Regions from separate parts of the Mus musculus genome. Here region 1 is linked to region 2. The links are chromatin contacts, called in public HiChIP or PLAC-seq maps. All regions are on one chromosome and are shown on one strand. Each heading gives the region's core, a stretch centred on a gene start, on an enhancer-like site or on the middle of the called end of the contact. The rest is flanking DNA. Distances are from core to core; before and after follow the strand shown.

The links. HiChIP or PLAC-seq counts read pairs in DNA pulled down with a chosen protein or histone mark.
Region 1: a contact with region 2 is called in an H3K27ac HiChIP or PLAC-seq map of embryonic stem cells, with 6 times the contacts expected there. The contact joins two enhancer-like sites. A contact is called at or near these places in 3 of 115 datasets of contacts at active chromatin or transcription factors (all in embryonic stem cells).

What each region holds. Positions count from the first base shown.
Region 1 is chr6:5,574,541-5,579,535 of GRCm38.p6, forward strand. No RefSeq gene overlaps it. Among named protein-coding and RNA genes, the nearest start is that of Gm34470, 13 kb to the left of the region's middle. Within about 2 kb of position 2,626, at least 5 of the 459 cell types and tissues checked have an H3K27ac peak or open chromatin away from gene starts, as enhancers often do. A contact at or near this core is called in embryonic stem cells, where this site is marked.
Region 2 is chr6:4,674,275-4,679,168 of GRCm38.p6, forward strand. It overlaps Sgce (sarcoglycan, epsilon), which reads right to left. Exons shown (of 11, transcript NM_011360.3): 10 at 3,793-3,836; 11 at 76-358. The coding sequence ends at 342. Among named protein-coding and RNA genes, the nearest start is that of Gm38761, 22 kb to the left of the region's middle. Within about 2 kb of position 3,362, at least 9 of the 459 cell types and tissues checked have an H3K27ac peak or open chromatin away from gene starts, as enhancers often do. A contact at or near this core is called in embryonic stem cells, where this site is marked.

The sequences.
Region 1 (4,995 bases), core at 1,376-3,875, 900 kb after region 2:
CCAGAGGACTATTTTTCTATATAAAAGGTATTGACTATTTTGCCTGTAACAAGTCCTGCCTATATCCACAGATCTGAAATTAAAATTGTCTCGCAAATATCCTACTTCCTGAGTCCTGATATGACATGTAAAGAGAAAGTTCCTGTTTATGAAACTTCATTTCGTGTATTGACATTTCATGCTATACTACAACTATATACATTTTATACTATAAACATACTATATAAAATTAACTGTAGGCTATGTGAATGAAGTGTGTGTGTGTGAAGCATGAATAAATCTCGAGTTAGGGATTCCCTCCAAGATCTCTCGTTATACATACGTAAATTTTGCAATAGGCAAATAAATGCTGGCAAAACTTAAAAATCAAAACACCTCTGACCCCCAGCATCTCATGTCGATAGGAAATTAATTCATATTACCAGGAAACAACACCAACAGAATTGAATAACACATGAGTAAATCTGCAATGCCAATATATGACAACGGACAATGATGGACTAAACCATTAGGCTCTGGCCCAGCCTCAGGACCAAGAGCTGAGCTGGTATGATACAACCATGGTGTTCCTGTGTTCCTCCATCCATGTGGCAAGAAACACTATGACAGAATGACTGCTTTCCTGTCTTCTTGTGCTTTCCAGTCAGAGTGAAGCCTCAGGTCTGAAATGCCAAAATGTGCTGTACTGCAAATCGGGTTGCTAGACGTTCTGAAATCAGATGGAATTCACTACATGAGAATGTCAGGGATCACTTGCAACCACAATTCACTCCTCATGAGTCCTTGACCTAAGAGAAAAGAGAAAACCAAAGACACAAAAGCCCTGTTCCAGGTGGTGAATGGTTTAGTGTTCTTCACTACTTTGTATGTGGGACAAACGGGTAAAAAGTTATTTTTAATTAGTGGGATTTTTTTTTTCTTGGCAACATAAAATGTTAGCAGGTAATGCCAGACTGCAAAGCATTTAAACAGTTCTTTCTTTAAAGGAAAATTTAATGTACTTTAAAAAAAAATCGCAAGTGATAATTATCAATTTTGAGCAGTACAGTACAATGTTTTAATATGTTATATGGTGTGAAAAGAGCAGATTGGGATAGGTGGAATATCCTTCACTTTTGATAATTATTTCTTTGTATTGAAGATACTGAAAACATTCAACTAATTGTCAACTGATTTACCCTACCTACTGTGCCATAGGATATTAAAGATTTTTCCTTGTACCTCTTAACCAATTAGACCCTCTCCAACTCTCCTCAAAATGTCTTCTCTGGGCACTAAGTATGCTAGCTTTGAACTCATACTTGACAGCAAATAACCTTTTGAACTGACCCCTCCCCCGCCTTTTGTTTTCATTTCTGGAGAACCAACCAACCAACCAATGACAGTGGAGCATAGCAAGACAACAGAAGAGACTTCTGCTCTCTCAACCCCCAGGGTACAACTTGCCTACAATCAAGGCTGCTTATCTATGCAACTTTTTCCTCTTACTTCTGAGCTGGGGTTCCTGGATAATGCAGTATTGAAGTTGACCATTCTTACTACTTAACACACTTCCTGAGAAGGCTCTGCTTAAACATTCTAGGGTGTGCACTTGTAATCTCTAAAAGGGGAGTCAATAATACTTAGTTTACAATTAAATCCCAAATGGCCTTTTACTGTTCTGTGGTTGCTGGGTTAGAAGTATTCATGGCCTCTTTGAGGAATTATAATGTAGTTATAATATACTTTAATATCCTTAGACAAAAATAAATTATATCAATTTATGATAATTAAAACCCACTATTAGAGAACCTCTGTTTGCTTTTGCTATATTGAGCGTTTCTAATTTGCAGCACATTGCTGTCTCTAATTGCTCCTTCTCAGAATGACTGTATGCGATGAATTGATATTTTTATGCATCTCTACTTTCTCCCATTCTAACTCGATTTAAATTTGTTCAGCTCACACAAGTCAGTGGTGAAACCTGGTTTGAAGAGGTCCCTGCTCTGAGGGAAGAGTAATATTGGCCATGTGGGGGAACTCTGTATGTCATGGATAAGGCTTTGTCTTAGGTCAAGGAAACACATGAAACCCCTAGGTTCCAGTACAATAGTGAGAACACAAGGCTGGAATACCCAAGGCAGAAGTTGATGCTGTTAGAGGATCTGAGGTACAAATGAGCACCTTTGTTGGGGCCGGCCTGCGGCTCTCATGTCTGGGTTCGAGCCTGGAAGGCATCTTGGAACTGAAAGAAAAGAGGGAGCCTAGGCGGGTTGAGAAATAATGGAACCAAGACAACTAGTATGCTCAAGGTTCAAAAGTTTAATGGCGGACACGCTTTATAAAGGAGGGGGGAAAGTCCATTCCCGCCAATTCATCCTTGGAGCCTGGAACCAGCTGCAGGTGATGATGTGCAGAATAGGGCTTAGTCTCCGGAATAGCTCCAGGGGGCCTCTCAGCAGGTAGCAGTATCTTGAAGAGGAACAGCAACAGTGGCTGAACAATAGAATGATCTAGGGAGGAAGGCTCCACCCTAGGTAATCTCCCTAGTGGCAGCAAGGTCAAATTCTGGCTCAGCCTGCTTCAGGCTTGTGGGAGGCTACACACCTTGTCCTTACTGAACTAGAAGACTGGATGTCAGCACTGACAGGTAGATGAGACAGGACATGAATAGAGTGCTGGGATCGTTCCAAGCTACATGCTGTAGAGGTGTTGAGGATGGAACCCTCAGGGTGGGGTTAGTGCCCTAACAAGAAGAGACACCATTGGGCTGGCTAGAACTTCCTTCATAACAAATGAGGGCAGCCATCAACAAATCAGGAACGCAGGCTTCCCAGGACTGGAGGCCTTCCCTTAGCTTTCCAGCCTCAGATTATACATTTCTGAGGCTTAAGCCATCTTTGACACTGCAACCTGAGTAGGCCCTGGACAAGAAGATGTGAAATTATTCTCCAGATTAAGCTGATTGTCTGGTCAGATTTCACTTTCACTAAAATGGTAGACCAAGAAATGAATAATGACTTTTAAAACATGCTCTCTCAGGAAGGGCCATGGAAGTGGTAAATAGCGCCATCATGTAAAGATATATATTGTTTTCAGGACAATGTCACATCGAAATCATCACGGATGGTAACACCATCAGTTTCATTTTTTAAAGAATAATTAGAAAGGCAGTTGAATGCTTACATCCCTGAGCTTGGAGAGCTGAGGAAGGAAGAGTACTGTGTTTGAGGGCAGCCTGGGCTACATAGTGGGACCCCGATGAAACAAAACAAAACAACAACAAAAGAGATTACTTGAAAGATGAGATCAAGCCGGGCGTGGTGGTGCATGCCTTTAATCCCAGCACTCGGGAGGCAGAGGCAGGTGGTTTTCTGAGTTCGAGGCCAGCCTGGTCTACAAAGTGAGTTCCAGGACAGCCAGGGCTAAAGAGAGAAACCCTGTCTCGAAAAACCAAAAAAAAAAAAAAAAAAGAAAGAAAGAAAGAAAGAAAGAAAGAAAGAAAGAAAGAAAGAAAGAAAGAAAGAAAGAAAGGAAGAAAGAAAGATGAGATCTGAAATTGTGTCTGAATTGTAGGGATTATTACATTAAAAACATTGATAGACCCTTAGAAATATCAATCCTTCTACCGTAAGAGTTCCCCAAAAGGGCTGGAGAGACAGCTCAGCAGATAGGAGCACGGGCTACTCTTCCATAGGACCAAGGTTCAATTCCCAGCAATTACATGGCAGCTCACAACTGCCTGTTCCTCCAATTCCAAGGAATCAGATGCTCTCTTCTCCCTCAGAGGGCACTGCACACACATGGTACACATGCATGCATCCAGGCAAAATACCCATGTACATAAACAAAAGAAAAAAAGAGTTACACTAAAACTAAGACATAGGACAGAGAGAGAGGAAAATTCTCTCATGAAAATGTTAAACTACAGAGAGTTAATGTGGCTACAATATAATATAATTGATAATTTTAAATTGTAAGTAAAATTCAAAATGCATGAGCATAGGAGTAAAAATGTACAGTATATAGCAACAAGGAACAAAATATTTAAAGAGAGCTTGATGAGATGTCAGGGAAACCAAGTTCAGATCCCCAGCACCCACAAAAAGCTGGGTGCAATGGCACACATCTATAACCTTGGCATTTGGGGAGAGAGGTGCTTTGTTCCATCTTGACAAAACTGCAAGCTTTAGGTTTGGTGAGACCCTCTCTCCAAAAACAAAGTGAAGAGTCAATAAAGAAGACACCAACAGTGGCCTATGGCCTCCATGAGCACGCATACACATACACACACACACACACACACACGTGCACGTGCGCACATGAATTTCTATACTCACATACAAACATGTATATACATTACACACACACAAATGTAGAAAAATTCATTACCATCAGATATTAATTCAGAAATAAGAACACAAACATCAAATATTTATAAATATTCATCACATGCTGCAGAAAAATTAACAAGTTTGATCTGATTTAATAATTCAGAATCCCAAGGGAATTCTAGAGAAATCACAAAGAGTATAAATGCTATTTGCTTTCACACATATGCAGAATATTTAACAAACTTGGACACATAATGGTTCCCAAAGCAGTGTAAATGAGCACTTCTGGTTCTAGAGTCCACTTTATGCAGATATTTTCAAATTATGAGAGAATGAAATTTAAAAAAAAAACTAAACCAAAAGGTAATCACCCTGTTCAGAACATTTTAAATGTGTTGCTATGCATTATGTGGGCCAACAAAAAGATTATTATATCAAAACTTATGGATTGGAGCAGGAAGCAACCTTTACATGAATTACATATGTTTCAGAAAAAAAGTACAAATTAAAAATATTAGAGAGGAAAGCATTCAAGAGTCAGCAAACAATGGCAGAAATTTGAGCTCCTGGTGTTTTACAGGCATGTAGACCATGCTCATGCTGAATCAACGTGCATGGATACCTGGCTCATGGCTGCCCTTCTGAGGAGAACAGGAGCTCCAGGCTGCCTTTGCCTGTGCTT
Region 2 (4,894 bases), core at 2,112-4,611:
CACTCCTAGCGACTAACAAATTTCTACCACACAGGAAGCAATCAAATACATTTCTGAAAGAAATTTTACCACACATTAGGCTCCATTAATATTTATTTTAAAGTTTACTTTTTATTGTAACAAATATAAAGTCGTTGATGTCTTATAAATTTTCAAAAATGCTTTAAGTACAAAAAAAATGCATTAGTAAGTGAGAGATGTGTCACGGTATTTGGTTCTCAACACAGTGGGCATGCGTAACCGATGTCAGGAAAGCTCATGCATTATTGGAAGGGAAAGGGGTGAGACACGGCTGCAGCAGTGCTGATTATAAACTCATTGCTTCTGTCAGCTTTCTTTCTTCAGGGATACCATTTACCTGTAACCGGGATGACAACATGAACGTGAGTTAGGCAGGCTATGGCACGTTTAGCTCTTGAACATAAGACTTGTTACAAGACAGACTCTCTTTTAAAAATGTATACAATGTTTATATAGTATTATTACTAAATTTTGTAGTTACCATACAAAAAGGAGGTGGTATGTCTCAACACATGTATATCTTGGATTTTGCTCATATTTGTATTTATCACCTTATTTATTTTAATTCTCCTTTCCTTTGGTTTGGTCTAAACAGACTCACTTCTGTTTTATGCTGTACATAAGACATGTACATGTATGTATCATATCATATGTATCATATAGGACACATACATATATATGTATGTCATATACTCATATATGAAATTTAGATTGCAAGGAGAACTTTTCTACCATCTTAGTTTAAAATAATTATTCTGCATTATTTTTCTGTGCTTGGTTTTAAAAGGAGAAAGAAAGGAAGGGATTAATATTAAATTAGTACTCCTTTTCCTGAACCTATTTTATATTCTCATAAAGCCTGCAAACTTCTCTCACAATAAACAAGCAGAATGAGGTTGACTGCGGGATGTATGACTGTACCTTTTAATGGTGGCTTCAAAACTACCACATGCGTTGGAAGGGCAGAGAGGATGGAGACCATGAAAGAGCATCAAGCCTTGGACTTAGTACAGACGTTAGTGCTATTATCTGCCCTTAACTGCTCTATTATCCCAGCCAGTGCTCAGGCCCAGCAATACAGCATCACCAGCTAGTTCACTTGTAAACTTTCGATGGAAATTTAAAAGAAAATAGCTAACTGCGCCAAACAGGCTGCAAATCAACTTTCAGCTGATAAAGTCCATATAGGCAGCTAAGAATAGAATGACTTGCTCTCCAAGAGTTGACCTGTGGGTCCCCATGCCCCTTCTAAATAAAAAGCCCATTGCTGTTTCACAACAATCATGCACAGATCATCCCCTCCACCCCGAGCTGAGATGAAGAGGGGGACAAGCAGGGCAGCTCAAAGGTACTCTTAAAAACACACAATGGGCCTTGCAGATGCAACAGAATAAACTGGAAGCTCAGAAGATTTTGCTGAAGGGACCCTGGTATAGCTGTCTCATATGAGGCTATGCCAGTGCCTGGCAAATACAGAAGTGGATGCTCACAGTCATCTATAAGATGGAACACAGGGCTCCCATTGGAGAAGCTCTCTAGTAAGTACCCAAGGCGCTGAAGGGGTCTGCAACCTGATAGGTGGAACAACAATATGAACTAACCAGTACCCCCAGAGCTTGTATCTCTACCTGTATATGTAGCAGAAGATGGCCTAGTCGGCCATCACTGGGAAGAGAGGCCCCTTGGTTTTGCAAACTTTATATGCCTCAGTACAGGGGAACGCCAGGGCCAAGAAGTGGGAGTAGGTGGGTAGAGGAGCGGGCGGGGGGGTGGTCTAGGGAACTTTTGGGATAGCATTGGAAATGTATATAAAGAAAATATCTAATAAAATAAATTAATTAAAAAAAACAATATCTTAATGTAAATGACTAGAGGAGGAATAAAGGCTGCAACTGGCCCTCAGCTCCCTCCCCAGGAGGCCTAACACCTTTAATGCTTTAAATGTTTGGGAGGCAGAAAGAACCATCTCTCCTAGTTAGCACCCAGTGCTAGGGTGGTCTCGCTCCCTTCTGCACACAGATCCTTGAGAGGCTCACTGAGAAAACAGTAACAGCAAAGCACCCACGAGAAGATCCTACCGTCTGGTCTGTAACACGCATCAACGTGCAGAAAACAAGAGAGTACGAGGTCCGCCCTAACCAGAAGGAGGAACTCTTTCCATCGAAATGCTACTTTCCCAAAAATCTTTTTAGAAAAATATTGGAAAAAATGAGGTTGAGCAGCCAAAAGACCTCCAAGGGGAAGGAAGCCCTTCTTCATCAGTGTACCCAGCTCTGCCCATGTGCTGCTCCCGACAAGGAAAGCTGCCCAGTGCTGAGCACAGCACCCCAACATATCAAACAAGTCCCATTATCTACTGATACTATCTCCAACAGCACCTATTCAAGATCTCTATTCTCCTAGGAGGCAGAGAGTGAAAAAAATCTAGCTTTTCACAAGTCTCGAAAAAATGTTTATAACTTTCCTAGAAATTTTGTGATTTCTACTCATTGCACGCCACAAGTGAACAAGAGTCAGAAAGCTGACATCTCAGGAGAGACAGACTTCCTTGGTTAGAGAGAAAGGTGCTCTATCAGTTTGGTTACAGTCGTGTTCCTTTAATTTTTTTTTCTCTTTAAAAAGATAGCCATGAAATTAGAAGTAAGAACTTGAATGTTTTCCTCTTTCAGTGACGAATATTTATAACTAAGTTTGTTTCGTCATCAATCCCCTGGATGTTTACAGACGCACACCACCCATCAATATATTGAATGGTCTACTTGAATCATATTAGCATTTAATTAAATGAAGCAATCAAAACCCTAGGAACAATTCTGATAAACATCATCTTATAATTAAAATCTGATGAAAAACTTTATTATACTTGCCTCAAATCTTTGAAAAGTTGTCAAACGAAAATCTCCTTAAATTCCCGAGAGCAGTAATAGAGGAGATAACTCTGAATGAAAACATCCAATACATTTCTAATGTGGCTGGCATTTTTTTTTTTTTTGAGACTCACTTAATGGCTTTTCCCACCACAAAGCCACTATTCATACTTAGAATTCCACACTCAACTTACATTTTTAGAACTTCTCTTGCTTTCCAAAAGAGGAACAAAGGCATTACTGGTTGCCTGGCAATTAGAACTAGGAACCAACCACTAATTAGTAGACAATTGTGAATAAGTTAAGAATGAATGAAATAATTGGCTGTGGAGATTTTTTAGGGACACTTGAAAGAAATGAACTTAAAGAAAGCATGGCTTGGGGAAAGAGAACAGCCAGGGAGACTTGCCCATCATCTTGTCCTCACTGGTCATATTCTAATGGCTTTTTAAAGCAGCTTTAAAACAGGCCAACCATTTCTCATTGATCGCCCTGAAGGCTCAGCAATTAGTCACAATGGTTGCCCTTTGTGAGAGTCAGTTTCAACCTGATCACTTACTGAGACAAATCCTGGACCCACCCAAGCTAAAAATCTTTTATACCAAGGGGAAGAATAAGGAGTTCCCATGTAGAAAGGGAGTGGAATGCATCTTTCTTAATTAGACAAGACCTCCACGGAAGGACACTGCTGCTTTAAGATCATTTACCATTTGTTTGTCGTTCTGAGGCCCATTGATGCAAAAGTCTAAGCCACTCTTCTGAGCTCCTCAGTCTAATTAAGGAATGATACAACTGTTTTGCCTCCCGTGATGAAGACAAAAGTGTCATCAATTATAGAGTGCTATGACAATCTTTTACTATATTAGCTCATCCATAAACACTGAATTAGCATCTTAGTACTCACCTGTAGTCTGCGGTTGAGGGATCTGAGTCTGGTGTGGCAAGTTCCTAGAAATGATTAACATTATTGAGTAAAAATGTGTTTGCACACTGGTAATCAGAGACCAAGACACATTAAGATAGAAATCTGCTCGGAGAGGTATCACTCAGATAACGGGCTCAGGTTTTGCACCCTGTGGGGCATTGAGCTATGCACATACATGAGAGAACTGAAGACCAAGGAAGACAAATAGCAATCTCTGATAATGTCCATGAAATTCTTACCATATGCCATAACAAAACTCCCTCATGATTCTAAAACATAGGTCTTATTAGTTTTTCTATTTTCTTATACGTGAAAATAGCCTTAAAGTTTGAAAATCACACGGCTAATAACAGTGGATAAAGATATAAACACAGTGATGCCAGCAATTAAATTACTGATGTGTACAATCTCAAACTAGGTCTAGATCATAAAACCGGTATGGATCTGTGCATACACATATGTCTATATACATCATCATATCGTACAATCATCACTGGTACGTTATAACAGCTTTGAAGGCATATCACTACCTTTATTCACTAAACATGCTATCTTCATGCCAAAAAAGGCCATTTCCCTGCCTGGACTAGGAAGAGTTTCGAGTCCCCCTTGACGTTTCTTTCCGTTCCCAAAGGCAATCACTGGGATGTTTCTCAGCTTTCGTTAAATCTGTCCCCTTCGTTTACACCTTCATGTCTCCCTTGGAGCCTCTGACAGCTCTGATGTAGTTCTTCGTCCCTTACAACCCACTGCTGACCAGTGACCTCCCAAGACACAGATCTGTAACACACACCTCAATATTTCTTATTTCTTTCTCTCTATCAGCAAATTCAATTTCTGGCTTCTTAGTATGTCTTAAGCAGACGGAAAACTATCTGTAGCCTCACACACACACACACACACACACACACACACACACACACACAGAGAGAGAGAGAGAGAGAGAGAGAGAGAGAGAGAGAGAGAGGGAGAGAAAGAGAGAGAGAGAGAGAGAGACAGAGACAGAGAGACAGAGACAGACAGACAGACAGAGAAAGAGAGACAGAGAGAGAGATCTTCCCCTTATATGAGAACCCCAAAC